Linked DNA regions of Mus musculus: regions 1, 2, 4, 5, 6 and 7 are each linked to region 3. Evidence: chromatin contacts called from public ChIA-PET, HiChIP or PLAC-seq, Micro-C and promoter capture Hi-C data. All regions are on one chromosome and are shown on one strand. Each heading gives the region's core, a stretch centred on a gene start, on an enhancer-like site or on the middle of the called end of the contact. The rest is flanking DNA. Distances are from core to core; before and after follow the strand shown. Region 1 holds the start of Fbxw5 (F-box and WD-40 domain protein 5). Region 2 holds the start of Uap1l1 (UDP-N-acteylglucosamine pyrophosphorylase 1-like 1). Region 3 holds the start of Nsmf (NMDA receptor synaptonuclear signaling and neuronal migration factor). Region 4 holds the start of Npdc1 (neural proliferation, differentiation and control 1). Region 5 holds the start of Clic3 (chloride intracellular channel 3). Region 6 holds the start of Traf2 (TNF receptor-associated factor 2). Region 7 holds the start of Abca2 (ATP-binding cassette, sub-family A (ABC1), member 2).

Region 1 (2,809 bases), core at 305-2,804, 450 kb before region 3:
GGACTCTGGAACTCACGACTCACTAATTAGGTCTCAGCCACAGGGGGCACCCTTCTGCTCACAGAGACTCCCTCTTCCCCAATATGGCCCGTGTGTCCTTGGGCCATGAGCCCCTGCCCTGAGCCAGCAGGTTTAGGGGTGTGTGTACTGACCTGGGTGGCGGGGCACATCTCGAGCCACCTGGTAGTAGCGGTAGAATTGCTCCTTCCATAAGAACTCATCCCGGGACACAGCCTGCCATTGGCGGCATACCAGCCCAGCAGCCAGCACATCTGCAGGGCCCAAACTCAGGAAGATCTGGTAGACAAGGCTGTCGGGGAGCAGGGGCAGGCCCCCCTCATCCATCGTGACATTCTGCCCAGACGGTCCTGAAACCCACCAGTGGCGGCTCTGAACCCAAGCCTCCTCATCGCCAACCCCAGGGAGAGACTGATAGTCTGGGGTTCCAGACATGGCAGTCCTAGCTAGCCCCACCAACTGCCCACCGGAGAATTCCACTGCACTGAGCATGTGCGGGGGGAGGGGAGGGATGTGTGCATCTCTCTTTGTGTGTACAAGTAGCACTGCCCCACCACAGACCCAACACTTCTTGAAGGACCCAGGCAGTAACGTTGCACCACCTTACATTCTCCAGGACACCAAAGGACTTGCTGGACCAGACAGCAAGCCCCTGAGTACTACTAGGCCAGGTAGAACCTGCGAAGTGGGGGGCAGCCCCACTTTCCAGGTGGGGGCCTTTGATGCCTTCCCCAATGCTACAGGGCACAGGGAGGCAGGTGAGCACAAGACAAGCAAACAGGTCTGGGCTGCTCAAACTGGCAGGTCCAAGGTTTAGCAGCCCACCCTGTCTTTGACCTTGCTGCTATAGGACTTCAGGCCAAGGCTGACTTTCTTCTGAGAAGGGGTTCCTGCTAGCCAGTGGCATATGTCGTTCTGGACTCAGGAGACAGCCTGGCCAGGAGGGTGGTTAAGAGTGATTGGGGTTTCTGAATGTCAGAGGAGACATCAGGGACCACGCTTTGCTGCTTAGCTAGAGTGGGCAGCAGCTCCTTCATTCACCCACTGAACACCGGAGGGTGGATTGGGACGACGTCAACCTGCCAAGGCCATCACTGGCCAGATAAGGCCACCAAAGGCTGTACAAGTGTAGACATTGCAGGAAAAAAATATGGTGACAGTGAACAAAGCCCGTGAAGGTGACAAAAGCCAGTTAAAGTAGGACAAGGCAGAGCGAGGCCCATGACCGGGACCAGGCCCGAGAAAATAAACGAAGGCCACGATCGGGGACAAGGGACACCGAAGGTGGCAGAAGGCTGGTGAATGCAGGACTGGGAGTAATGGGGCACAAGGCTGGTGACTGGGGACAGGGCAGATGACACAGGTGAGTGAGCACGGCGGGGCCAAAGCCGGGACTCACCGCGGTGCCTCTGCCCGCTGCGCTGCGCCCGGCTTCCGCCGCCGCTCTAGTCTCCACCTCCACGTCTTTATGGAGGCGCCAGGCTCGACGCTGAGAGCCCCGAGGCATCGATGGACCGTTCCCCCCCCCCCCCCTTCCCCGTCTTGCGCCTGCGCCTCAGGCTCCGACTAGCAGCCAGCGTTTCTTATGCGCCTGCGCAAACTCTTACTTTCCGAGCGTTCTGACTCACAGAACAGTACTCACTCCTGGCTACCCTAAAGGACGGAGGATTGAGCCAGGCTCAGCTGGGCCGGTTCGAGACTCTGCCTCTGCTCTCTCTGCTGCTGGGCTTTGAACAAGTGACTTTATGAGCACGTTCTTGTTGGTTGTGGAGTTAAAGACAGTTATTGCATGCATAGGGTTGAGCACTGACCACAAGTGGAAATAGGGGTGCAGAGGTCAACTCTTAACTTTGCACTTGGGACACAATGCCCAGCTCCTATCAAGGCTAGGTTCTAGGATGGACCCTGGCTTGGGTTAGGGGTTCAGTAATCGGAAGACAGATGTGGACTTCCTGGACTGTGCTTCCTGTGGCACTGGACAGTGGACTCTGACCTAGGACAGTGCACCCCTCCACCTCGCTGTCCTGTCACCTACTGTCCGTAGCAGGTTGGCCATGCTGTCTCCAGGGGCTGTGTTGTTCTTCACCCTGCTCTTGACAGCCAGTTCGCTGGGCCAAAGGACTCGAAAGCCTATTGGGTCTACCTCCCCCATCAGCACTATCCAGGCCCAGGTCAATTTCAGTGCTCAGAAGGTAAAATCTGGGAGTGAGTGGGGGTAGGTAAAAGAGCAATAAGAACCTGCCTAGCTTGGCGGGATTGGTCCAGGGTGCCCCATTTCCCCAGTCCTGAGCACTCATAGTCAACTTCCAGTTTGCAGGGACATGGCTCCTGGTGGCTGTGGGCTCTTCGTGCCGCTTTCTTCAGGAGCAGGGACACCGAGCTGAGGCCACCACATTGCACGCAGCTCCCCAGGGTGCAGCTATGGCTGTCAGCACCTTCCGAAAGCTGTGAGTCCCAGCAGGACTTCATCCCAGCCCCTGAGCCCATCTTACTCTGCCCTCCTGACTCTAAACCTCATCTCTAGCTCTTCTGTGGCCTAGATAGCTATCCCATATGGCCTCTCCTGGGTTGGGGTTCCTAGAGTCTGGGTGCCTCCTCTTATGACATACCTTCTTCCCCTCCCCAGAGATGGGATATGTTGGCAGGTACGCCAACTCTTTGAGAACACAGGGGTCCCTGGCCGCTTCTTGTTCCAAGGTGAGGCAGGGGCATCAAGGGAGAGGGCTCTGGGCTGGAGGCAGAGGGGAAAGGACTGATGTGCTGTTGTGGTTCTGCCGCAGTCTCACGGGCC
Region 2 (2,789 bases), core at 170-2,669, 310 kb before region 3:
GTCTTTCTAGCCCTGCTTTTATACTTTTTACAAGAGGTTTTATCTATACCAGGTGATGATGGTGCTCACCTTTAATCCCAACACTAGGAGGCAGAGGCAGGCAGATCTCTGAGTTTGAGGCCCATCTGGTCTACAGAATGAGTTTCAGGACAGCCAGGACTACACAGAGAAATCTCATCTCAAAAATAAAAAACAACACACACAAAACAACAACAACAAAAAGAAACAAGAGGTTTTATGAAAAAGCAAACTAAAGCAGTAAGGGGATGCAGAGCCAGTCTGGAACAACTGAGTTCCTAAAGGTAGGCAGGTGAGGGGAGGTGGGTGCAGGTTGAAGCTAGCCTGGGTCTGCCTGCTGCCCCCAGGCTAGCAGTGGGGGTTCTAGGTGAATGCTTACAGGGTCAAGCCGACTCCTCTCAGGCTCAGCTTCTAAGGAGAGAGGCTCCCAGGCCGCTGTCTTGCTTCTGGGTTGCTCAGAGGATTAGTCAGAAGAAAGAGAGACACTGACACATGACAGTCATCAGCCTATCGGGGATTGGAGGCTAGCTGCTTCCCAGAAGCACTTTTTCCAGAAGTAACTTTTCCCAGTTTCACAAAAGGCACTTTTAGCAAGTCAATTTCCACACACCAAAACCTTTTTTATCTGATCTAGGGGTTGTCTGAAGGAACCATCATCTAAGCAATTCTCAGCCATTCGAGACTTCCTGGTTTGTCAGGTATGTCTTGGGACTAAGTTACGCTAAGGCTACTTCAAAGCGTAAGTGCCATTACTCCGGAATTCATGCCACAAACAATGGCTCTGCAACAAGTCTGCTGCAGACAACCCTTCTGGCTGTGGACAGGGAGGAGGCTGGGTTATGTCTGGTCAGCCCAGTGCAGATACCTCAGACTTCTTTCTTCCCCGGGGCAAGGACAGAACAGTTTTTTTTTTTTTTTTTTTTTTTAAAGATTTATTTATTTATTTATATGTAAGTACACTGTAGCTGTCTTCAGACACTCCAGAAGAGGGAATCAGATCTCGTTACGGATGGTTGTGAGCCACCATGTGGTTGCTGGGATTTGAACTCTGGACCTTCGGAAGAGCAGTCAGGTGCTCTTACCCACTGAGCCATCTCACCAGCCCAGACAGAACAGTTTTATTCACGTGGTGGGAATTACTTAGGAGAGAAATGACTAGACCTTGGGGTACTAGGAAGGCCTGCTCTGGACCGTACACCTTGAATGCTGGGAGGCCAGATCCTAGGATTCAAGTCCGGAAACGCGCAGGGGAAACTGTATTAAAAGGGTTAAAGATGGGAGAAGCCAAAGAAGACAGAACAGCAGCCCAAGAGGAAAAAGGGGCGGGGTCCTGGGTGGAGGTGCCGCACCCTGGGCCCGCCCCCCTGGGATCTCAGCCCCCGGCCTGGTCTCGTGACATTGGTCAGAAAGTCACGAGTACAGGCTGAGGCGGCCGCTGCAGTTGCAGTATGGACTCGGAGAGGGATGTACGCGCACAGCTGCAGCGTGCGGGCCAGGACCATCTCCTGCGCTTCTATGCCGACCTGGCTCCGGAAGCCCGAGCCGCACTGCTAGCGGAGCTCGCCTCATTGGAGGCCGACGCGCTGCGTGAGCACTGCCAGCGCGCCGCAGCTGCGGGCGCGCTAGCTCCGGGTCCTCTGCCGGACCTGGCTGCGCGCCTGCAGCCCCTGCCCCCAGAACGCGTGGGCAGCGCGATCCGCTGTGACCAAGAGACACGCCTGCGGTGGGAAGAGGAAGGTAGGCAGCGCCGTGCCAGGCTGGGGTTGGGCAGGTCCGGCCCGTTGAGGCCGGAAGAGTTAGAGCCTATGGGCGGTGGGGGTAGTGGGGGCGGAGTGGAGGACACGGACTCGGGAAGTGCAGCGGAGAGTTATTTGCCTTGCAACTTCTTCCTCCTGTGCCTAGTAACCCCCGAAGTCGTGCTCACTTGTGGTTCTCCAAAGTGAAAGAGGCCTTATCTCACGATGCACCTCTCCTCCAGGTTTCCGACAGATTTCTCTGAACAAGGTAGCTGTCCTGCTGCTGGCGGGTGGGCAGGGCACTCGCCTGGGCGTCACATACCCAAAGGGCATGTATCAAGTTGGGCTGCCCAGCCAGAAGACCCTGTATCAACTGCAAGCAGAGCGGATCCGGCGTGTCCAACAGTTGGCTGACCAGCGACAGGGGACCCACTGCACTGTGCCCTGGTGTGTCCTCCATGCCAGCCTCCCAAAAAGACCACCCCTAAATTGACCCAGGCCTACCCCACACCAAGACCTTAGACCCAATCTTAGCACGGCCCTAGACAGAGCCCAGTACTTGCCATTACTGAACCCCTTCTAGACTTGCCAGATTGAGCTGGACTCCCCTGGAAGCAGCTCACTGCTAGGACATTTACAGGTACATCATGACCAGTGAGTTTACCCTGGGACCCACAATCAAGTTCTTCAAGGAGCATGACTTCTTCCACCTGGACCCCACTAACGTAGTGCTGTTCGAGCAGCGCATGCTACCTGCTGTGACCTTTGAGGGCAAGGCCATCCTGGAACGGAAAGACAAAGTTGCCATGGCCCCAGGTATGGCCCACACCTTGGATAGGAACAGGTTGCCCCACCTGGGCCACAGAGTACAGCTGTGGATCAGGAGGCCTGACTCCCAGGTAAGATGTACTCAGGCAGGCTATGTGGCCCTGGGCATGTGGCTCTGGCCAGTCTGGAGTCACAGGCTCTTGGTTTGTGCACCTGCAGCACTTACTAAACTGAGCAGGAGATCAGGCCACAGTCCATGGGTATCCT
Region 3 (2,739 bases), core at 196-2,695:
CTCTCTAGAGATGGTGTACACGTGGGGCTGGGGGCCCTCTATAGCCGGCTTCCCGCTGACTGCCTCATCTGAGATGCTGCCCTCATATCGGCCATTGGAGACGAGGGAGAGGCGGCGCTTGTTCTGGGGTGCAGGTTGCATCTCTGGGGACCCGTCGTGGCCAGAGTAGGCGTCAGCCAGCAGGTGGTCTAGGGAAAGGCATCAGGTGAACCTTCAGCCTGATGGTCTACCCTCCCGGTCCTCTGGCACACTCAACAAGCCCCAACCTTAATGAGGGGGCTGAGGTTACTAGAGAAGGCTCTACCAGGTGGCCTGTTTCTCTGCTTATCTGGGCCTGAAGCCCTTGTGAGAGTGAGGATTGGGGCGGCAGGCAGGCCTCACTACCTGTGCATAATCATCAGAAGTTAAGAATAGACAGGCCGATATCCCCCCAAGAGCCTGCAGATACACCCATTTGCCTGGTGCCAATTCCTCCCCTCCCCCCACCAGCTGGCCCCCAGACAGTGGTGCCAGCCCTGGGGGTGCCAAGAGGCCTGTTGCCATGCCAACAACCCAGGCTGGGAGGGCGCCATGGAGATGGGTGACTGGAGCTCCTCCTAGGGTTCTGGGCCCTGGAGGGCAAGGGATGTGAGGTAGACAGGCCAGCAAGGTACCTGGGCTGGCTCACACTCCACTGGCCCTGGCCCTGGCCCTGGTCCTGGTCCTGGCCTTGGCCTGGGGCAGAGGACTCACCCAGAACAGCCTTTTGTTTCCAGTGTGCCTACCTGCACCGTTGCGGTTCTCAGGGTGACTCTGGGACAGGTACTCTCCAAACGCTCGGGCTGCTCTGCATGGTAAGCAGAGGGAACACGGGTCAGTACAAGCTGGCTACCAGCCTCCAATACTGGCAAGACCCTCCCTACCATACTTACCCCCACCCAGGCCTTCCACATCAACATGAGAAGAGGTGGGCTCTTCCCACCCACCACAGAGTGCCAGGGCATCCTGGTCAGAGACCTCCTACTACTTTCTGTCTAATCTGCCCAGCCTGTGGGCGTCAGGTTTTAAGGCCCAATGCCCACTCCGGAACAGGAAGATCACAGGGCATTGGGGTAGCAGCACATACCACAGAGGGTAGCCGGCAGCAGTAGCCGGTCAGCCCGGCCCACTCACCTTACTTTGGCCGCTACCGAGGACATGGCCTCGCTCCTCAGCGCCCTCCTCCTGGAGGCGGCGGCACCCATGGTCACGGCGCCCGCGCATCCCCCGGATTTCAGAGCGCGCCTCGCGCCCGCCGCCTCTGCCGGGGGAGCCGTACGGCGCCTGAGGTCGCGCTAGGTCTCAGCCTCAGGGTCAGGGTCAGACTTAGGCCCAGGCCCCGCATGGCCGCACCCAGCGCCCAGCGCGTCCAGCCACTGTAGGAGAGCGCGGCTGGACCCGGGGGCGGTGCTCCGCCTCCTGACGCTGAGCCTGAGTTGGCACCACCCCCATGATGACAGATAAGGGCGTGGCTAAAAGGCGGCTCCTCCCGGAGGCTTTCTTCTTGGGGGCATAAAAGTGATGCCCTTCCACTTAGGCCAGGGCCTGTGTATGCCCAAAGAAACCCTTGATTTAGGGGGAAACCCTAGTTTCCTTCAGACCCGGAGCATCCTAGCCCAGCCTAGAGTTGCTGCCTGGAAGCAAAAGGGTCCTGAAAGAACAAGAGATCACCCACTGACCTTCCCGACCTCAGGTCCACTTAGCTCTTTGCCCCTGCAACCTTTACACCAGAGTAAAATAGCCACACAATCAGATTAACGTTTATTAGTTCAACAATCCCACCTTCCCATGCCTCACAGAGGCGTCCGTGCTCCTCAGTACTGCTGTGGGGATACAAGGGTGCCGGGGAAGTGAAGAGGCCCACGACTCCAATAACACAGCCCATGTCTCTGGAAGAAGCCAGATGGCTATATCATCCAGTTTGATCTTGTCAGGCAACTGAAGTAGCCTCTAAGGAATGGGTGCAGCCTCAGTCTAAGGGTGAGGCCCAGGTGTTTTATTTATTTATCCAGTCAGGAAGGATGTTCCAGTCTTGGCCCCTGGTCATCTTGATTAGGGAGCCAAGGGAAGGAGTCCTGGGACTGTTCTGGGGAAGTCAAGCTGGGGGGTCCTTGCAACATCGAAGGCTCATATTCCTGGAAGCAAATCAGACATGGTCAAGATATGCAAAGTGGGGGCTTGCCCGACCCCAGACTGTATCACCTGGAGTGGGAAAACCAGTAGCTAGCCCAGAGTCAGGGACCAGGGGCAGGCCCTGTTTGGGGACCTCAGAGTCCGGCACAGGCAAGGCAGGGTTCAGCACCTCACCGAGTCAGAGTCTAGCTCAATCCCAGTGCTCTGGAAGTCAGCATACGTTTCCTTGGGGATGGCTGGCAGTTCCTCCTCATACTCGGTCTGATAGTCAGACTCATCTAGAGCAGAAGAGAGGGCTCCATTGGTCCTCTCTCCAAGGACAGTGGCTGTGCCAAGCAAGGCTAAAAGGGAAGCAGAACATGGCCATGCCCAGCCCCACTGTAACAGTTCCCAGAGAGCTGCCCAGTGCCAGGGCTGCCAGAGGAACCTCCAGACCCAGCAACACTTCACAGGCGCCTTTGTTCATCTCACGCCACAATGTGTCCTGTGTGTTTTTCACAAAAACATGACCCTCCTCACCTACTCCCTAACCACACATGGGGGCCGGGTCAGAGTTGTGTAAGGAGACCAGCACAAACTCAGCTCAGT
Region 4 (3,045 bases), core at 105-2,604, 350 kb before region 3:
CCTTCAGTCCAGTTCCTGGGTTGCTTGCCCAGCTCTTAAGGTCCCATATCCAGACCGATCTTGTTAGAGTCCACGTACCAGTCACCTCTCCATGCCCTCAGCTTCCTCATCTGTAAGCTGGGCTCAAAGCAGCTCCCACACATAGTTCCAGAAGAACTCAGTGAACATATGGGCAACCTCTCCCACTTCACTCCCCTCGGGGAGATACAATTTGGATCCTGTGGCTTCAGGACCCATCTGTCAAGAATGTTCTCCCAGAGCCAGGCAGTAGTGGTGAATGCCTTTAATCCCAGCACTTGGGAGGCAGAGGCAGGCATTGAGGCCAGCCTGGTCTACAGAGTGAGATCAGGACAGCCAGGCTATACAGAGAAACCATCTCGAAAAAAAAGAGAAAATGTTCTCCCAGTCAGGGAGTCACACTCTTCTAAACAGTCACTACACAGACCTCAGACCAGAGGACAGTGGTGCATGTCCTTCAGGGCAGGGGATGGGGCAGCTTGACCCCACTAAGTTGGAACAAGACCCTAGACCTGGAACCCTTAAGACCTTCCATGGGAACCCCTCTACACACACACACACACACACACACACACACACACACACACACACACACACGAACGAACGACAGGGCTGACATGCAAGGCCCACAGACCCCAAGAACAACCCTGCCAACGGGAAGCCCCAGAGACACACAAACAAAGACACAGGATCCCACTTATGGGCCACCAGAAACCAGATGGCTGCAGACCCAAAGACACACACCAGACTGATTCAGGGACCCAGAGACAAAGACCCAAAGCGCGTGAAATCTACATTCGCCTCCAAGGACCTGAGAGAAGATTCATCTAGCATGGCCTTCAACGGGCCTGACCTGTTTACCCAATCCATGCCCAGCGGACCGGGCCTGCCTGGCCTGTGGGCCTGGGTAAGGCCGGGGCGGTGGCAGGGAAAACCAGGGCGGCGCCGGGGGCAGGATTCTCCGCCCCGCAATCCCAGCCCCGGAGCACCCAACAGCCTGCGCCCAGAGCGCTCGCTCACCCGGGCGGCGGGCGGTGGCACCATTCAGGGCCGCTCCCAGGATGAGGCCGGAGAGCAGCAGCCGTAGCAGCCGCAGGTGCCGCGGGGAAGGCGGAGGGACGGGCGTCGCCATGCTTCAGCGCCGCTACCCGGGCAGCATGGCACCCCACGGCCCCGGGCTCGGTACCCACTCCGGGAACTGCGACTGGAGAAGCCGGGAAGCGAGAGGGGCGGAGGAGGAAGAGGAAAAGAGGAGGCGGTGGCGCTGACGTTGCGGCAATGGATCCGGGATGGGATGGAGGCGCGGCGGCCAGAGAAAAGTGTCGGGAGTGCGCCTGCGCGCTCCACCTGCGGGGGCGGGACATCTCCTCTAGTCTGAGCCCCCTCCCTCTGCATCCTGTTGGGGGGTCCCCTTTTGTCAGGCGTCTGAGTGCTTCGGGCCCTCTAGCCTCTACAGCAGAATGCCTCCTCATTCATTACCCAAGAATCTGACTTGGAATTGACTAACGGTGGGCGTCCCAGGATGCACGCCTTCTTCTTAGTGGTCCGACTGCCAAACCCTCACCACTCACCCTGTTAGAATGGAGGACCTTAGACTAGGGGAACACCAGGGACAAATCCTGGCTATGTAGACTAGGCTGACTGTTGCAGGTTTGCAAAATGTATCCCACAAAGGATAAAGAGGTGTATAGAGATATACAGGTGTACTCAGAGACGTGCCCGGGCTTTCTAAAACCAGGAAGAAAAGCATACAAGAGGCTCACAAGATCAAGCCAGACTCGCTCCCGAATGGTACCACCAGGGGGCGAGAGTAACTTGACGTAGTTGACAGTTGTCTGGGAGCTGTCCAAGGTGGTCATGATCCCAGGTAATGGCTTTCAGCTCCCTTGAGTCACACAACATGGAACATGCATGGTGCCTGGTGATCACCATTCATGTGCAGTCCCCTTTGAGCACACTCCACCCCCGCCAGAGACCTCCCCCTGGTTGAGTCATGAAGGCAATGTTGAAGATCAGTGTGGTGGTTCCTGCCTTTAATCCCATCTCTCAAGATGCTGAGACCAGCCTAGTCTACATATCGAGTTCCAGGACAGTCATGAATATATAATGAGACCCTATCTTAAGAATGAAAAACAGGCCTGGACGATGGTGGTGCACTCGGAGGCAGAAGCAAGCAGATCTCTGTAAGTTCAAGGCCAGCCAGGTCTACAAAGTAAGTTCCAGGACAACAGCCAAGGTTACACAGAGACCCTTGTCACATGCAAAAAACACAAACACCACACACAGAGAAAAGAACAAGGTTGAGTTCCTCAGCCCTCCACTTCTTCCCGTCCTTCAGGCTCACAAACTTAAAGAGGAGGCTGTCAGTGCAGGTTTATACATTTATCAAATGATTCTCTCTCTCTCTCTCTCTCTCTCTCTCTCTCTCTCTCTCTCTCTCTCTGTGCGCGCGCGTGCGTGCGCGCATGCGCTCACTAGCGGCTACCATCCCAACCCAGCCCTCAAGAGGCATTGACTGAACAGAAATAGTCTGAGCTAATTTTCCATAAAAGAAGCAAGGGAGAAGTCCACGCTTTTTTTTTTTCCCGAGACAGGGTTCCTCTGTATAGCACTGGCTGTCCTGGAACTCACTTTGTAGACCAGGCTGGCCTCGAACTCAGAAATCTGCCTGCCTCTGCCTCCCGAGTGCTGGGATTAAAGGTGTGTGCCACCACGCCCAGCGGGGCCACGCTTTTCCACCTACAGAAACTTAGGCTGTGGGATGCAAGTGCCTCTGATCTTTAGGTCTACTGATACTTCAAGTATAAGTTGGGGGGGGGGAGGACTTGGAGTGCAGCCTCAATTCCTACGGATGTCATCAAGGGTTCTCTGAGTCAGAGAAAACTCAGACTCAGGGACAACCCCAGACCAGTGTAGGTAGGAGTGCCTCCATTACCTCGGATCTGGTACAGAAAGGGAGGAAGCAAGAAAAGTACTGACTTGGAACCAGGTTTTATCCGAATAGCCAACACAGCTGGCAGGAGAAAC
Region 5 (2,963 bases), core at 153-2,652, 400 kb before region 3:
GGACCTGCTGGCCTGTGTCTCACCATTGTCCTGTGTAGGCACTGGGTTCTTGATGAAGGCAGAGAACTTGTGGAAGATGTCATTGCCCGCTGTGTTGGACTCCCTGTACCTGGGTGCCAGGCTAGGGAAGCTATAGGTGTGAATAGTTTGAGAATTCCAGTCAGACCCTCAAGTACACTGTGCCTCAAAGCACCCTTCCTAGGCACTCTCCCAGGTGTCCCCCAAGGAGGTCCCATCTTTGCCCTCCTGCCCACCCCATCAGATGCTCACTCAGGTGGCCCCAACGTCTCCTCCAGAAACTCCTCGATCTGCAGTGTGTCTGTCTTGACATCCCCATCGTACAGCAGGATGGGCAGCTGTGAGCCTGGTGCGAAGTCCTTCAGCACATCCAATGCCCTGTGAACACCAGGCAGAAGGGAGGTGGCTGGCCCGAGGTGGGCAGAGGCCAGGGAAGGGTCCAGGGTGGTGTCTCACCTTCGAGTGTCCACTGTGGTGAGTGTGAAGGGCACACCCTTGAGGAGTAGGACCATGAAGAGCCGCTGACAGGAAGGGCAGTGTCCTACGCTCTCGCCATCCTCACTGGCCTGGGTGGGTGGAACAGAGGTGTCAGGCTCTGAGCAGACCCAGGAATCCTGACACCTGGCTGGGTGGAGCTCTGCCTCCCACTGCCATTGGCTCTGGAGGCAGGCTAGGGCTCTGGCCTGGTTGAGCATGGCATCTACAAGTGTCTAGTGAGGGCCCTTGAACTGATCGCTGGAATGGGGAGGACAAAAGAAGTTGGGAGCTTAGAGGCCTAGGCTTGGGGTCCTGCCAGAGGGTTCCAGTCACAGAGACTGGCTGCAGGGTGGGGCAGGCCAGAGATTCATCCTCTAGTGATTAACCCACACAACTGGGTATTGAGGCTAACAGCTCAGGGAAGGGAGGGAAGAGACCAAAGAGGAGGCCAGGACCTGCTCCCACTCAGATCTGAGCACTGGCCTGATAGCTAAAAGGGCCATCTCTGGCAAGCCCCCAGTCTGGCACATGACCCTGAATCTCTACTAAATGCCAGGTGCCAGCTACCAGACTGACATCTATCTCCTCACTAAGAAGCTTTCTCCCAGAGCTGGGCCAGGTCCACGAGCCAAAGTGAAGAGCGGGACCCAGGCTCTCTGATCCTCCTTATGGTAGCTCCTCACCCAGGATGCCTGGCTCTCCTCAGCCCTGTGTGGGGCAACTCAAACCCACCACAGGGATAGGGACTTGGGCACCATTAGGAAGACCCACCCCTCCTCCCAAACAACAAGAAGAAAAAAGCCCAGCTCCTCTTCCAGCCCAGCCTGCCCAGAACCTTCACAAAGAGCTGGAGCTTGGTGGTTTCAGCCATGGTGGGAGCCGAGGCATCCGGCGGCAGCAGCAGCCCAGGGCACAGGGTGTGCCTTGGGAGCTCTTTAAGTCTCTCTGATGCCCCACCCTCCCCAGGCAGTGGGCCCGCCCCAAGGAGCCACCTAGGCAACAGACAGGTTTCCAGAGCAGAGCCTGTATAAGACCAGAGTGTCCGTGCTACCAGTGACCACAGGAGGCCTGAGTCTCAGGGCCAGGTGTGAGTATGGGAAGTTGGCTCACAGCAAAACACTGAAGCCTCAGTGTGGTTGTGAGGGGAGCTAGTGTGGTGAACGCACACTGGGTTGATCTCAGCTCAGGAGTTGCCTCACAGCCTTCTGCGGCTCATTCTCCATTGTCAAGTCCTTATCCCAGAAAGCCAGCCAGGGGGTGGGAATGAGTGGGAAATGCCTCAGTTTACCTGTCTGTGTGACAAGCCGAGGGAGATGCCCCCTCCCTCTGACAAAACCCAGTCAGGTAGGGCGGACCCGCATTCCAAACATGTTCGCGGCCGGCAGGCTGATAAGCCTGGTTTTGGTGTTTAACCCATCTGAGCAGTGGACTCCGTGCCCCCATCCTGTCCACACAGGCTCAGAGCAGCTTTCTTACTCTTAACCTTGACCTTCAGTTGGCACCAGGAAGGGTTAGAAACTACTACCTAGTGGCTGAAATGGGGATGAGGTCCCCAGCAGGAAGGAAAGGGCCAGTATGGTCTGACCCTACCAGGCACAAATCTGCCATTGGGCCTTCCCAAGCCCACTGGGCTTCACAGTGGGAGTGCCTTTGGCATTCTTTGTATCTCGGCCTGCGTTTCACAGCAGCAGCCATCTAGGAGAGCTGTTCTTTAGAACCTGTGCTCACAGAGGACCAGCACTGCCCACTGGCTAAGACCAGGACCTAGGGATTGCTTTCCTGTCTCTGGTAGGCTGGTGCCTTCCAGGCTACACCGTGCAGCCAAGGTGGCTCCATACCTGCCCACTCACCTGCTCACGTGCCTGACTCCTAGTCAGGGCCTCAGCTGTGCCAGGCTTCCCTCCTCCTTAGCCCTGCCTTGTCATTTCCCTGACCTCAGCCAGAGTTGAAGTGAAACACAGCTCTGATATCCTTGGAACCTGGATTTGTGTTGGAGGCTTGGTTCCTCCTCTATCCGACTCTTGACTCCTAGAGCCAGTTTTATTTTGGCTTCTTACTGACATGGTCAGCTTTCTGTTTTGTGGTTTTCTGTCCTTTGCAGATGACAAATCATCACTGTGGGGCAGCCCTGAAGCCTTTCCCAACTGCCAGTGGTCACCAGACACACCGAATTTATATATTTTTGCAAAGCTGACCTTACAAATCCACAAGGAAGGGATGAAGTGGACATACAACATGAGCATGGCTTAGCAAGAAAGAAACAAGTCAGAGTGACGCCAGCTGGCTCTTCCTTGCTTCAGGGGAGCTGTGGACATGTCCTGTGTCAGTCTGTGCGTAGTAGGAGCCATCGGTGCCCCACTCCCATGCTTGCAGCTTCCTGGACTCAGCTACAGTTTGCCTCCCAAAATCCAGGGTCAACACTGCACCACTGAACTGTGTCCCCCAGGGTACCATCACAGAGAATGGAC
Region 6 (2,700 bases), core at 21-2,520, 490 kb before region 3:
ATATGTGTATGGTGTTGTTTATATGTGGTTATGTGTGTAGCGTGTGTGTGTGTGTGTGTGTGTGTGTGTGTGTGTGTGTGTGATGTCTAGAGATATATAGAGATATGTGTCAGCATATATATATATTTTTTTTCTTTTTTGCAGGAAGAGATGACTCAGGAGTTAAGAGCTCTCTCAGAGTTCTGAAGTTTGGTTTGGGTCCCAGCTCACAAGAGCCTGTAACTTTTTTTTTTTTTTTAAGATTTATTTATTTATTTTATGAGTACACTGTAGCTGTCTTCAGACACACATCAGAAGAGGGCATCCGATCCCATTACAGATGGTTGTGAGCCATCATGTAGTTACTGGGAATTGAACTCAGGACCTCTGGAAGAGCTGTCGGTACTCTTAGCCACTAAACCATCTCTTCAGCCCTGAGCCTATAACTTTTGCTCTAAGGGATACAATGGCCTCTTTGTATGGAATCCCTGGATACTTCACTCATGTGCACAGACATACATACTTATAATTTTTTTAAAATACCTTTTTAACAGGACTGCAGAGATGAGAATAGACAATTGTCAGAGGTGTACAAATCTACATGTTGACGTAGACTCAAGTCTCCAAACATAAGCTTTCTTGGGGGACATTTCCCTGTTCATGTGGTTGAAGGTGCTCTTGATGAATCCTTCAAACTTTTTTAAAAACCTTTTTATTGGTTCATTGTGCATTTCACATCATGCACCCCATCCCACCCATCTCCCCCTCCCCTTGTACCTGCCTTTCATCCTTGCAACCTCTCCCACAACAGATGGAAAAAAATCTCGTCGCGGAAGCTGTAGTATGTCAGTTTGTTCCACAGTATACCCTTTTGTCTACACTTCTTTGTTCGCAAATATTCATTGAAATGTTAACTCTTTAAACTTTTAAATTACACTTATTCGTCTATTTGTGTGTATGACTAAATAATGCATAAACCCCTGCTCTCTTTCCACGATGTGGACCCAGGGCTCGAACTCGAGTTACATTTGGTGGCAAGTGACTGCAAGTGACTGACGTCCACGAAGAGAGGCTCAAGGCAGCTTCCTCAACAACCTTGCTAGGAACCGGAGAAACCGGCTTAGCCCCCACCCCCTGCGCCGCTCTGACTAATCACCGCTCTCTGCGGTTCCGTGCTCGTTCCTGGTAGGTTCCTGCTTCCGTCTGTCAGCGGGCAGAGTCAAGGCGGCCTATTTGACAAATCGACGGCCGCTGCTGCTCCCTGTGAGCTCCTGGTAGGCGCGTGCGTCTGTCCGTCAGACGGGGCGGGCCGCGGCAGCGGGGGTGTTTCCCGGCGAGCGCTGAGTTCCGGGCGCGCGAAGACCGTTGGGTGAGGCGGCGCGGATCTAAGCGGGGGGTCTACTCTCAGCGGCGGCCGGGCTGGGGTCAGGCGCGGGGTGGGAGTGGCGGTTGGGGGTCAGATGCGGGGCCGCCGCTGTCTGGGTGAGGTGGGTGGGTAGACTTTTCGGAGCCGCGGAGCCGGAAACTGAAAGTCGCGGGAGGGGGGCCGGAAAAGTTCGCGACGTCCGCAGCGGTGCTTGGCTGCGCGCCTACCGCGGTGGCTCGGGGTTACAGCAGTACGGTCCCTGCCCCAGATCTCGGTCCGGCATCGCGCCCGAGGGACCCACGAGCCCCACTTGCCCTTACTGGCCTTGAGCGAATACCTGGTCTCCCAGGCCACTTTTACCGCTCACCTCCCACCCACTTATGCTTTTTGGATGGGGCAGTCAAATTTGGTCTGCCAAATTTACGTCGCCTTTTCTGACACCCGGCTACACAAATCACGGACACCACCTCCCCCATAAGGCCTCTTCCCTGTTGGTGGTTTACCTTCCCTGTCCTCCTTTATTTTTTCAGATCTCACCTTTCTGCCCCTCAGAACCTCTGTTTCTCTGGAAACTATCTTGCTTTTTGTAAAGTAGTCTGGCCTCGAACTACTGAGTGCTGGGATTAAAGGGCCTGCGCCACCACCGCCCTGGAAACTATGTTGATGGGATAGATGCATATGTGTCAGGGTGTGGAGACTGATCCCAGGGCCCTTAACCTCCTGACGCCTGCCTAATGGAGGTTGGACCTAGTGTATATTCCACATGATGGACTTGAAGCCCTGAGTAGGTGGAAAGGACATGAGATTGATTAGAACTCACAGACGTACTCCCAGCGGGCCCCAAAATCGGAGAAACAAACTTTCAGCTCCGTGGACACAATGCAATGTCATCATTGTCTTGTGTGCAACTCACTAGCTTGGCTACCAGTCCCCCAGAGAAGTCACAGTTGACCTTGCCACCACGGCCCCTTCCTGCCTGCGTAACTGACTGAGAAAGGTGGTATTTAGTGACCCAAAGTTAACTGTTATCAGGTGGAGACCCCAAGCAATCTCAAATTGATGTTTAAGTCTTAAAAATTAACTTTATTGCTGAATACTTAATGATGGATTTATAAATACTTGAGTTTTAAAAGCTGAAGGAAGGGTTGTTTTTTATCAAGCCTTGTGTGTACATCTGGAAGGCTGAGTGCTGTCAGCAGTTGTGTCTCTGGTCTGAACTGGTGGCTCCTTGCCTGCCTAGCAGGTCTGTGAGGTGTTTACCTGTTGGCTGTTTTTTTCCCTGGGACCCTCTAGTCCGTACCTAAACTGACTATTCTCTGACAATACAGGCTGCCTGGAACCCTGTTACTCTTCTC
Region 7 (2,801 bases), core at 53-2,552, 370 kb before region 3:
GACCAGAGTTTCTTATTATGAATCTAAAGTACTCAAAGAACATAGGTGGAGTGTTGCTGCCCAAGGGGTCCCTGGGTATGAGCTGGTTAAGGCCCTTCTTTTAGGTCCTGCACTCTCTTGTCTCCATCCTGGAAAATCCCAAGGGCCCTCGGACACTCTTGCTGGCCCAGGACTCTCTGGATGCCCTTGCTCTTCCAGGGACTGGGATGAAAACCAACACTGCAAACGCCATCCGTGCCTGGCATCCTGCTCCTCACACAGGACTCGTACCCCAACACTCTTTATACCCTGCCTGGCCTAGACAGGTACTAAGAAGCTCAGCAGAACCCAGCCCCAAGAGAGGCCCAAGGCAGGAGAAATCAGAGGAGCAGCCTCAGGAGAAACTGGCCCCAAAGGGTGCTGGGATTTAACAGGTTGAGTCCACACAACAAGGACATTCCCAGGGATGAGAAAGCAGGAGTAAGGGTTGTGACTTGCCAGGATGGGTTAGGAAAGGAGATGAAGGGAGGAGAAGGTGGTGGTGGTGGTGGTGGTGGTAGTGGTGGAGGAAGAGGAGGAGGAGGAGGAAGAGGAGGAGGGCGGTAGCAGCGGCGGCGAAGGCTGTTTGGTACCAGCTTCAGCCTAAGGTGCTTGCCCAAGGGCAGAGTACCAGTAAAGGGAATGAAAAGACAGGTTCCTATGGGGGCCCCAGAGATGATGGGACCAGGGCTCTGAGTCCCTAAGCTGAATGGTGTGTCCCAGCTAGCGCTCTGGACCAGGAACCTGCACCTAGCTCTAGCTGAAGTCCAGGGACCACCTGCCCCCACCCCAGCCTGCCAGAAAGCGCTGCGGAGGGCGCCGGCCCGTGACTCAGCCGTGCGCTGCGAGTGTCAGCGGACCAGGGCACAGCCGAACCCACTGCCGGAGGCCCGGAAGCCCGCGGAATCGTCCGGCCCCGAACAGGGTCTCCGGTGGCGCCCTCCCGGGGTCTGCGCGCGCCTGGACACTGCACGTGCACGCGGAGAGCGCACCGGCAAATTGGGCGCGCGGCCTGCGAGCCCCTAAGGGCGGGCGCGGCTCGCTCACCGGGCTCCGGCGCTTCAGCGTCACGTTCTTCCAGAGCAGCAGCTGCAGCTGGTGCAGGAAGCCCATGGCCGGGCCGCGCTCCGCCGCTTCAGCGCCGCGGCCCTGTCCTCTGCGCGCCCCGCCGGGCCCCGCTGCCGGCCGCGCCGCTCGGCATCGCCCGCGCGGGGGCGGGGCGCTCGAGAGTCCAGGACCTGCTGCTCGCAGGCTCCGCCCCGGCGGCCGCAGCTACAGAGACTCGTCGCGCCCGCGCCCGTCGCCCCCACTTAAAGGCGTCTCTGCGCCCGGGTAGCCGCCAGGGGGCGCCCGCGCCCGCCTGCACCTGCGCACAGCACTAGGCCTCGCTGCTCACTGGACCCATAATGCAGTGTTTCCAAGATCCCTCACAGCCCCCATCTAAACCAAGATCCCGGCTCGCACCTTTCCGAGGTCTAGGGAGAACGCAGGTACCCTATGCTTCTCCCAGGAGATTCCAAATATGAGTCTCCAATTGAGAGATTTACGCAGAGGGGTACCCAAGGTGTTTACTGTCCTGTTTGGAAAACTGAAGGAGGCTTGGTCACCATTAGATTGACCCTCCTCACTTGTAGAGACAGGAAGCAGGGTCAGTCACTCATTTAGAGGAGAGACATTGGTCCGTTAGGAGAATCCCATCGCGGCTTGAGGTGCAACAACACGATGTGACTTAGATATTTTAAAGAGGAGCCTGATGAGAGGGACTGCGGTAGTTCGACCACCTTCACAAAAGCATTCTGTGTTCCTCATAGACGAGCCACCACCTGCTGATGAAATGGCGTTTACCTAGATTATCAAAATGCAGAGCAACAGCAGGTCATGGCAGATTTACCTTTAACCCAGCGCTCAGCTCAGGGAGGCAGAGAAAAGCAGATCTTTGTGAGTTCAAGTCCACACTGGTCTACATAGAGAGACCATATCTCAATAAAATAAATAATAGAGAGCAACCACGCACGTGTAATCCCAGCATCAAAAAGGCAGAGGCAGAAGGGATGAAGTATTCAAGGTCATCCTTGGTTATATAGAGAATTCAAAGCTAGCCTGCGCAACATGAGACCCTGTCCAAAATACTCTCTCTCTCTCTCTCTCTCTCTCTCTCTCTCTCTCTCTGCAGGTGGAGACAGCTGTTTTGAGGTCCAGGGTATCATCCAAACACATTTCTTACATAGTTTTAACTGAATTTAGAACACGTAAGGTGCATATGCCTGGGGTCACTGCAGTCCACCTGCGATTTCCATGCAGGTGAGGCAGATGCCCAGCGGGCAGGGCAGCAGAAATGCTTACCAGGTATGAAGAGCTAGACACACCACGTGAAGGGCTGGGTGTGCATAACCGGAAACTGCTACAGGTCAGAGAGCCCTAATTCTGACCTGAGAAAGTTAGGTTTATATTCAAAATGATGCTGAGACATCACAACTGTGAAAATTTACCACAGTCATCCATTGTGACTACCAGATCAGGCCTCCCTGCTCTAGCCAGACTGCACAAAAGGGGCTGGAAAGCAGGGGTGACTGAGAAGACAGGTTGTCCCTTATATAAGAGGTTTACTTGCTACCCCAACACCACCCACCTCCCCACCTACTCCATATTCATGTAAGCCTAGCATCTTTCTGCTCTTAGAGCCTGGCCTTTGGTGGGTCCTTAGAAGTGTTTGAATGTGGGCCTATTGATACTGTCACAGGACTATTTTCTCCAATATGGCAGGCAGGGGGCAGCAGAGAGCC

What was found. Promoter capture Hi-C pulls out the DNA fragments that hold promoters and counts their contacts. A called contact is a pair of places that touch in the nucleus more often than the background predicts. ChIA-PET counts read pairs in DNA pulled down with a chosen protein or histone mark. HiChIP or PLAC-seq counts read pairs in DNA pulled down with a chosen protein or histone mark. Capture Hi-C pulls out chosen DNA fragments and counts their contacts.
Region 1: a Micro-C map of embryonic stem cells shows a contact between it and region 3. The contact joins the promoter of Fbxw5 here to the promoter of Nsmf in region 3. A contact is called at or near these places in 1 of 484 Hi-C or Micro-C datasets (embryonic stem cells) and 1 of 115 datasets of contacts at active chromatin or transcription factors (pancreatic cancer cells).
Region 2: a contact with region 3 is called in a promoter capture Hi-C map of adipose tissue. The contact joins the promoter of Uap1l1 here to the promoter of Nsmf in region 3. A contact is called at or near these places in 1 of 39 promoter capture datasets (hippocampal neurons), 2 of 115 datasets of contacts at active chromatin or transcription factors (memory CD8 T cells and pancreatic cancer cells) and 2 of 9 other capture datasets (adipose tissue and liver).
Region 4: a contact with region 3 is called in an H3K27ac HiChIP or PLAC-seq map of embryonic stem cells, with 5 times the contacts expected there. The contact joins the promoter of Npdc1 here to the promoter of Nsmf in region 3. A contact is called at or near these places in 2 of 39 promoter capture datasets (the C10 cell line and the SN4741 cell line), 1 of 115 datasets of contacts at active chromatin or transcription factors (embryonic stem cells) and 1 of 9 other capture datasets (liver).
Region 5: a FOXA1 HiChIP or PLAC-seq map of pancreatic cancer cells shows a contact between it and region 3. The contact joins the promoter of Clic3 here to the promoter of Nsmf in region 3. A contact is called at or near these places in 3 of 39 promoter capture datasets (hippocampal neurons, pre-B cells and stem cell-derived epiblast-like cells), 2 of 115 datasets of contacts at active chromatin or transcription factors (memory CD8 T cells and pancreatic cancer cells) and 2 of 9 other capture datasets (adipose tissue and embryonic stem cells).
Region 6: an RNA polymerase II ChIA-PET map of memory CD8 T cells shows a contact between it and region 3, with 14 read pairs. The contact joins the promoter of Traf2 here to the promoter of Nsmf in region 3. A contact is called at or near these places in 2 of 115 datasets of contacts at active chromatin or transcription factors (bone marrow-derived macrophages and memory CD8 T cells).
Region 7: a promoter capture Hi-C map of embryonic stem cells shows a contact between it and region 3, with 7 read pairs. The contact joins the promoter of Abca2 here to the promoter of Nsmf in region 3. A contact is called at or near these places in 1 of 39 promoter capture datasets (embryonic stem cells), 1 of 115 datasets of contacts at active chromatin or transcription factors (memory CD8 T cells) and 1 of 9 other capture datasets (adipose tissue).

Annotation. Positions count from the first base shown.
Region 1 is chr2:25,499,495-25,502,303 of GRCm38.p6, reverse strand. It overlaps Fbxw5 (F-box and WD-40 domain protein 5), which reads right to left and starts at 1,554. Exons shown (of 9, transcript NM_013908.5): 1 at 1,418-1,554; 2 at 153-368. The coding sequence starts at 345. It overlaps C8g (complement component 8, gamma polypeptide), which reads left to right and starts at 1,798. Exons shown (of 7, transcript NM_027062.2): 1 at 1,798-2,210; 2 at 2,329-2,465; 3 at 2,645-2,715; 4 at 2,799-2,809. The coding sequence starts at 2,073.
Region 2 is chr2:25,364,293-25,367,081 of GRCm38.p6, reverse strand. It overlaps Uap1l1 (UDP-N-acteylglucosamine pyrophosphorylase 1-like 1), which reads left to right and starts at 1,419. Exons shown (of 9, transcript NM_001033293.3): 1 at 1,419-1,755; 2 at 1,997-2,201; 3 at 2,395-2,570. The coding sequence starts at 1,467.
Region 3 is chr2:25,053,085-25,055,823 of GRCm38.p6, reverse strand. Nsmf (NMDA receptor synaptonuclear signaling and neuronal migration factor) reads right to left here and starts at 1,445. Exons shown (of 16, transcript NM_001039386.1): 1 at 1,153-1,445; 2 at 765-826; 3 at 1-188. The coding sequence starts at 1,223. Pnpla7 (patatin-like phospholipase domain containing 7) reads right to left here. Exons shown (of 35, transcript NM_146251.4): 34 at 2,326-2,429; 35 at 1,752-2,153. The coding sequence ends at 2,031.
Region 4 is chr2:25,401,359-25,404,403 of GRCm38.p6, reverse strand. Npdc1 (neural proliferation, differentiation and control 1) reads right to left here and starts at 1,354. Exons shown (of 9, transcript NM_008721.4): 1 at 1,039-1,354. The coding sequence starts at 1,150.
Region 5 is chr2:25,455,282-25,458,244 of GRCm38.p6, reverse strand. It overlaps Clic3 (chloride intracellular channel 3), which reads right to left and starts at 1,402. Exons shown (of 6, transcript NM_027085.3): 1 at 1,331-1,402; 2 at 475-584; 3 at 271-396; 4 at 24-130. The coding sequence starts at 1,366. It also overlaps a transcript of Paxx not described here.
Region 6 is chr2:25,545,510-25,548,209 of GRCm38.p6, reverse strand. Traf2 (TNF receptor-associated factor 2) reads left to right here and starts at 1,270. Exons shown (of 11, transcript NM_009422.3): 1 at 1,270-1,348. It overlaps Gm35476 (a long non-coding RNA gene), which reads left to right. Exons shown (of 4, transcript XR_866044.3): 4 at 145-285.
Region 7 is chr2:25,427,100-25,429,900 of GRCm38.p6, reverse strand. It overlaps Abca2 (ATP-binding cassette, sub-family A (ABC1), member 2), which reads right to left and starts at 1,302. Exons shown (of 49, transcript NM_001368624.1): 1 at 1,066-1,302. The coding sequence starts at 1,131.